Regions from separate parts of the Sus scrofa genome. Here region 1 is linked to region 2. Evidence: chromatin contacts called from public Hi-C data. All regions are on one chromosome and are shown on one strand. The core of a region is the stretch at or near the end of the contact, and the rest is flanking DNA. Distances in the headings are between cores, read along the strand shown. Region 1 overlaps ZNF648 (a long non-coding RNA gene). Region 2 overlaps ZNF648 (a long non-coding RNA gene).

Evidence for each region. Hi-C and Micro-C count contacts between places; a contact is called where the count stands out from the background.
Region 1: a Hi-C map of liver shows a contact between it and region 2, with 2.2 times the contacts expected there. The contact joins two enhancer-like sites. A contact is called at or near these places in 2 of 47 Hi-C or Micro-C datasets (both in liver) and 1 of 2 datasets of contacts at active chromatin or transcription factors (alveolar macrophages).

Annotation. Positions count from the first base shown.
Region 1 is chr9:123,685,421-123,688,819 of Sscrofa11.1, forward strand. All of the region lies in intron 1 of ZNF648 (a long non-coding RNA gene), which reads right to left. Among named protein-coding and RNA genes, the nearest start is that of ZNF648, 20 kb to the right of the region's middle. Within about 2 kb of position 1,586, at least 18 of the 83 cell types and tissues checked have an H3K27ac peak or open chromatin away from gene starts, as enhancers often do. A contact at or near this core is called in liver, where this site is marked.
Region 2 is chr9:123,550,840-123,554,513 of Sscrofa11.1, forward strand. The region is part of intron 10 of ZNF648 (a long non-coding RNA gene); the gene reads right to left. Among named protein-coding and RNA genes, the nearest start is that of ZNF648, 150 kb to the right of the region's middle. Within about 2 kb of position 1,557, at least 34 of the 83 cell types and tissues checked have an H3K27ac peak or open chromatin away from gene starts, as enhancers often do. A contact at or near this core is called in liver, where this site is marked.

The DNA of each region.
Region 1 (3,399 bases), core at 336-2,835, 130 kb after region 2:
CAGCATTGATGAGATTTCCCTCTTTTGCTGCTGTGATTCACCTGCCATAGGTCTCTCTCCAGAAGAGAAGTAGTTCCTCATTTGCACGTCTTTCCCCAAAGTTCATGCCCTCCAGCACCTCAGGCAACCTGGATTAAATTTAGCTCTTCTCAGAGACTTTTGCTGACTTGGCTCCATGACTGTTGAAGGTTTGGCTGCTCCCCAGAGAGAGTTGGGGCTGGCTCTCCTCTCCTGGAGTTCTCATCTGGTTCGGGTGACTGTTGCATCACTTGCGTAATTGGTCATTTGAGTCACCTCAGGCCATGGTATGTACTTTGAGAATTAACCAGTTTGTGCTCTTGGAAGCTAAAGTTCTTCATTCCCATTCCTGATCCCTTAGAAGTCAGACCCTGTTTTGTTTTGTTTTGTTTTTCTTGTCCTGAACAGCCTGTGGCTGCTGCTCTAAGATATCATGGTCACTTCCCATTAGGGTTGAGAAAGCAACTAACAAAGGCTTCAAGCTTGACTCTCATCTCCAGGAGCAGGGCCTCGGGTCCCATTCCCAGGATTCAGCACAGGGAATTGTACTTAGAAGATACTCCTTTGATGTTTACTAATCTGATCTGTTCTAACCAAACCTAAGAGAGGCAAGAGTCAGTCTCCCTTGGTTAGATGAAAGAGAAATGCACACAAAGGCCATTGTGTGTTTAGACATGTTCATTTTCAATGATCCAAAATAAAACTCATGGAAGATGTTGAGTAGGTTTGTGTTGGACTCAGAAGGATGGGAAGGATTTGAATAGATACAGAGGAGAGGGAAGGATTTCTCAGGAGGAGGAAAAAAAAAGCAGCTTGAACATAAGGAACATAGACTAGAGGAGAGAAAGGACACAAGTTGCATGTATGTATACATTTTGGGGTGTCTGTAAAGAGCTGACTCAAGTGAAAATATGTGTAAGGGGAGGAGCAAAGAAAAAATGAGTTGAGGAATGTCACCATGTGCTGGACCTTGAGAGCTAGGCTGTGATGCAATCAACCAGCCAGCTACAGACTCCCTCTTCCTCCCAATGCCATGAGTAGGCTCCAGTTGGGGAAGGGAGATTTTGCCCTTGTTCCTTATAGGAACAACTAAGTTGGCCTCTTCCCACTCCCTTATTCACTCTCACCCAGTTTAGCTGCCCTCACTTGCTTCATGGAAAACCAGGTTAAAAAGTTTCTGTAGGACCAAAGGAATCTATTCCAGGTCGGTGAGATCACCCACCATAAGGGTCTTTAGCAGTATCTGGGGCAGCAGACACCCACTGGAGGACTCTACCACTTGGTGGTGGTCAGGGCCACCAAAGGCTAAGGTTTTAAGAGGCAGTGATATGAACCAACAGCTGTGCCCTGCTAAGATAAGAGCCCACATGCTCCTGATTGGCCATTGTTCTGGCATGTGAGTGAGGACCAATGGCCCAGGTGTCTCTGTTGCCATCCTGGCTGATCCACAGAGAAGTGAGTCAGGTCTATTTTAAGAATCAGTTCGACTGGTCACATGGAGCTATTGCTATTCAAAAACAGCTATTTACCAGGGAAGTTAAGCGCCTGCAAAACAAAAGGTTAGTATACTATCCCCAGTAACTCTTTAAACCAAAGCAAACACACAGGCTAGCCATGTTTGCTCTGCAGTTCTGCTGTCTGCCCTTGGTCATGTGATTCCTAAGGTTCCTGGTTGATCTCCTCCTCCAGAATAAGCTGGGAAAGAGCAGCTGAAAATATCAAAGGACAAGGGTTTCTAGAGGGTAAGTCAGTTAGGGGCACATAGCAGTTCTCTTGTTAAATTACTGATTGATTTTACCAGGAAAGTCAAGGAGCTCAACCAGGCAAAACCCAAAAAAATCTGGAAAGTCTAAGGTCCTTTCTCAGAAAAGTGTTCCTGCCAGAGTTCCCACTGTGGCTCAGCACATCAAGAACATGAGATAGTGTCCTTGAGCATGCAGGTTCGATCCCTGGCCTCACTCAGTAGGTTGAAGATCCTGCATTGCCACAAGCTGCGGTGTAAGTCATAGACATGGCTCGGATCCAGTGTTGCTGTGGCTGTGACGTAGGCCAGCAGCTGCAGCTCCGATTCAGCCCTTAGCCTGAGACCTTCCATGTGCCACAGGTGCGACCCTAAAAAAAAAAAAGAAGAAAAAAAGAAAAGCGTTCCTTCCATTTGTATTGAAGGCTTCTCTATTAATGGGTTTGAGGCACATCAAATATGGTCCATAGAGGTATGGCTCAAACTAGAAGGCCAAACCATCAAGGCACCACCAAGAGCAGTAGGATCAACATTGAAAGACTACCAAAGAGCCCGTTAATGTACCACGCAGTGGCTGGGACATAGGACAAGCCATTCTAACAGTATGATCTCACTTTCTCCAGTTCCTGCTTTCAGCATCTCCAAGCCTTCTTTACCTCTCAGCTTCTAAGATGTGCTACCACGCTAAATCATATCAGATTAGGAAACCTTTATGTGACCTGTTCTCTGAAATTTACAGTCCTGTTAGGGCCTGGTGTGACACATATATCCAACAGCGAAAATAAGACCAGATAATATATAAATACTAGAGAATTAGTAGCATTAAAAAAATGCAGGGTGTGGTTGGGGACAGATCATTGTGCATCTAGGGGGCAGATCAGACAGTGTGGCCTAGAGCACACAATGAAAAAGACATTGTCTATAGTGGATATTGAAGTCTCTAGCCTGCCTTCCAGTGCTTTCCATAATCTGGCCTCAACCTGCCCTTCAACCTAATTTCCCCAAACCCCTCTTCTACAATCCAGCCAGACTGTACCCGAAGCTCACCTTGCTCCATGGGTGTTTGTGTTTTAATCACTTGGCACTATTCTCCCTTTCCTCTGCTTCTCCAAATGCTAACTGTGTTTGAGGACTGGTTCACATTTCTCCTGTTTCTGGAAACCATTTCAACCACCCAACACCTCTAGCCCTCAGAGATCTCACCCTGTTCTTGGTCCACCTGTACTTCTCTGGCAGCACTGACTGTCTGGACGCTCATTCATTCACCAATCACAGATAGTTTATGGTGGCGCTGAGCAATTGATCTCAAACTATGACCTAACCTTTGACGCTTTGTATATCATCCCCTCAACTGTATTATTTTGTCTTTGAGAGCCTGCATCTTGGAAATCCTTCCTCCTCTAACACAGGACCTAACACATAGCAGGTGGTTGTGAATATTTGTAAAATGAATGAGAGTACAGACAACCTTTTGATACACAACTACGTTTCCTAATTTATTCCACCTGAAGGGGCTACGTCCAAAGAGGATCTATCATCTGCAGTTATTTGGTACTTTCTGAACACCGCATTATTTAAATTTCACATCCGTTTGAGAGATAAGGATATTATCTTCAACTTATACATTATGAAAATGAGGT
Region 2 (3,674 bases), core at 307-2,806:
CATCCCGGCCACACCACTGCTGTCTTTTTTTAGAGAACAATGTAATGAGATTGGTCAACCTGAGTTTAATGATTATCTAGAAAACCATCAGGGGCTGGATGAGCTCACCCACAGAGGCCACTGGATTCCAGGAGCAGGGATTTTATTCCTCTCCACCGGGGGAGCTGAGTCATATAAAAGAATCCAAGCTTTATTGAATTCAGACCCACATTTTGTTTCCAAGCCAAAGGTCATCTTGAAGCAGAGCAGGGAGCCAAGCTTCCCTATAAGAAGCAACTTAGGATCTGAGGTTGCTGTTTACATTCAGACAATGAGGGTGCAGCTGATTGCATTCATGGTGTGGTTACAATGTAATACTTAGAAAAAGTAGTTCTCAGTATAGTTTGCTCTCTCTCCCTGCCAGAGTGCTTGTGAGGTATCCCCATAAATCCCTTCTCTTATTACGATTCAGGGGGCTACTGATGAGCCCTTCTGTGGACTGAGATCTGGAAAAGGCAATTCCTTCTCTGGTTTGAACTTTTTCAAAATGCCTGTGCAAGGAGTAAGAATTTGCTGCTCATCTTCCAGGGAGGAGATCAACTATAGGTCTGGTGCCAGGTCATCAAGAGTGAGAAAGAGCTGAGCAACAACGCTGGCCCCTCGGCTCGTGAGGAGCTCCCTCCAGGGTTAATAGGAAAAGAGGTGAAAGACAGAAGTGGGGCCAGAGCCTGAGATTTCAGTCCAACACCTCACTCCAAGGGGGCAATCTGGCCAACTGACAACGGATTCTGCGTGCTGGACCTGCTTACCTACCAAGATGGAATGGAGGGAGGTGGACAGGGTCAGCCATTCTCCAAAGGCAGCAGCAGACCTTGGAAGCCTTGTGCTTGGAAAAATGAGGTAGGAAAATTAAGGGGAACCAGTAGAGCCAGGGACTTAGCAAGGTCGAAACTACTGCACAAGGTCACATAGACTCTGAATGAGCAAGCTCTGTCTCCAGAACAGATTTTATCTGGCACCAAAGTTCAGGCCCTTTTACTCGAGATCTGAGCCTCTCAAGCGGGATGTGGTCAGTGACGGCTGCAAAAGGGAGAGGAATGGAATCCCAGTGTTGAATAGACATGAATATGTAAACTCCTGAACACAGTCAGCAGTAAAAGAGCCGGGAGCTCACTGCAGATAGAATTATAACCATGCCAAGAGGTTGTAATTAACATTGAAAACCTTTAGTGCACTTGCTGTAGGAGCCATTGAGTATTCCTGACCCTGTGATGCAGAAAGAAAGAGAAAAAAAGCCTGAGACTTTAGCTCATTCAAGTCACTGACACATCAAAGGAAAAGCTCTTCTAAGTCTATTTAGGTGGTTTAGGGCTGGGGAACATGCCCAGAATCCCTAAATAGAAATAAGTACTGGTCATCAGAGCAGTGTGGTCTGGCCTGGAGGTCACCTCGGACTCCAGCAGTTACCTCTTCAACTCTGGTATCTAAACATCCAAAGTGACTTAGGCGCTTCAGAGGGTGAAAGACACTCACCTCCCCCGGATTGTCAGATGGAGTTTTCCAGTATAAAACGTCTTAGTCACTGGGAATCCCGCCAAAGTAAACTCCTAGTCCTGACCCACCCCATGCCTCTGAACTGGCTGGGAAGGGAGAGAGGGAAATCCCAAAACACTTGTAAAAGCAGCTTGTCAGTTTGTCGGGACCTCCCCTCCCCGGGGCAGGTTCGCTCCAGGTGAGACAGGCTGTGGGGAAAGCCGTGGGTGATGAGCAGGTCACGGACAGGCTGTCAATGGCACCTCTGTTTGGTTCCAGGCCTGAGTGGGGCCACGGCTTACATAACAGTTTGGCAGGGGGACGCAGCCAGGCGGAAGCACGCGGTTTTCCAGCAGCGTATAATCATCTTGATTTCTCTGTTTGCTCAGCAGCTTTTCTGCAGTGTGTGTGTGGGGGGGGGGACGGTAGTGGTGCAGGAGGAGGAGGAGCAGGATTCTGATACACAGCAATCTTCTGTTTCCTTCTGCAGAACAAACAACCCCAAACAGATGCTCGTGGCCAGAAAATTAGCAACTGCCACACAGGTCCTCTCAGGGGGAGGGGCTGCCCTGGAGGCCCCGGTCCTGGCCTAAGAAAGCCAGAGACTGACTCAAGTCAGGCCCTCAGCAGGTGCACATGAGTCCGATGGGCTGTCGGGAGGCTGTGGTCCTAGCAGTGCCTGACACTGTTTGCCTTCCTGGCTGTGAGAACTATAGTGTCCCTCTCTTGACCATGCAGGTCGCTGTGTCCCATGCCATGTTCATCCAGAAAGGCAGGTATTCAGGCTTTGCATCTTGCTAACCAGTGTCTCTCTATCTCTATGCCATCACCTCCATGTAGTACCAGGCTGATTGTGCTGGAACCCTGAATTGTAGGAGCAACCAATTCACGTAGGAACATTGCACATCGTAAAAATTGCCAGCTTCTTTTTACCTAAATTTGCTTGGAGTGGCGTAGCAATTATCCCCTTGAGAATGAACACACACTCCCTACGGCTCGCAGTCCCCACTAGTCCCTACTGCCTCTCACCTGGAGTTCTCTTCATTTACTTATTTTACTTTCCTGGCTCCTGCAGACATTTTTAGAATGCGTTCCCTGACCTATCTTTTTTTTTTTTTTTTTTTTTGTCTTTTTGCCTTTTCTAGGGCCGCTCCCGCGGCATATGGAAGTTCCCAGGCTAGGGGTCGAATCGGAGCTGCAGCCACTGGCTGACACCAGAGCCACAGAAACATGGGATCCGAGCCGCGTCTGCGACCTACACCACAGCTCACGGCAACGCTGAATCCTTAACCCACTGAGCAAGGTCAGGGATCGAACCTGCAACCTCATGGTTCCTAGTCAGATTTGTTAACCACTGAGCCACAACGGGAACTCCTCCCTGACCTATCTTAATTGTAATCATTTGATACCACAATCATCTGCTTACCTCTCTGTTTCACCCAATATACTGTGAGCTTCATAGACAGGGGCCCAGACTAATCATTGATGTATTGAACAATTAACTTTGGCGTCTTCACCGTAGGCAGAATGACAAGTCCTAGTCATTTTGTCAGGAATATAGTTTTGATCATGGACTTCCAGTGCCTGGCACTCACTCAGCACATGCTCTCTATATGTGTTTAGATTCAATGAATAAATGACTACTTCTTTCTTATGCAACCTGTTGATCTTGGCAGTAGGGATCTGTTACCAAATACTTTCATGCACTCAACCTTGTAAGTAGGTTTCCTGAGAGGGTACACCTTGTTTTGCAAGTAATTTGCATGAACTTACGTAATGCTGTTTTGCTCAGATATTTCCCTATGTTCAGACATTTCTAATTCCCAGCTTACATCTCTGGCCTCATTTTTGGCCACGCCCTACCCTATCCAGACATGCAGCATGGGCTTGTGCGATGTCCCTGAGTTCACTTCCCCCTGGAACCTCCAGGCCCTGGCTCACACTGTCCCCTCCATCCAGGATGACCTCAGTCTTGCTCTTTACTTTGCCTTCTTGCCACCCCTCCTGGCCAGATCCCAGTCAACTCCTAAGACTCAGCTCTGAGAGAACCTCCCCTAGGACCCACCCCCCCCCCCCCCCGAGCTCTCCAGGCTAAGTTAGAGGTTCCTACTTTCTCTTTCCATTTTTTTGTGCAGATCTTCTATAAAGAAATCTATCTACCA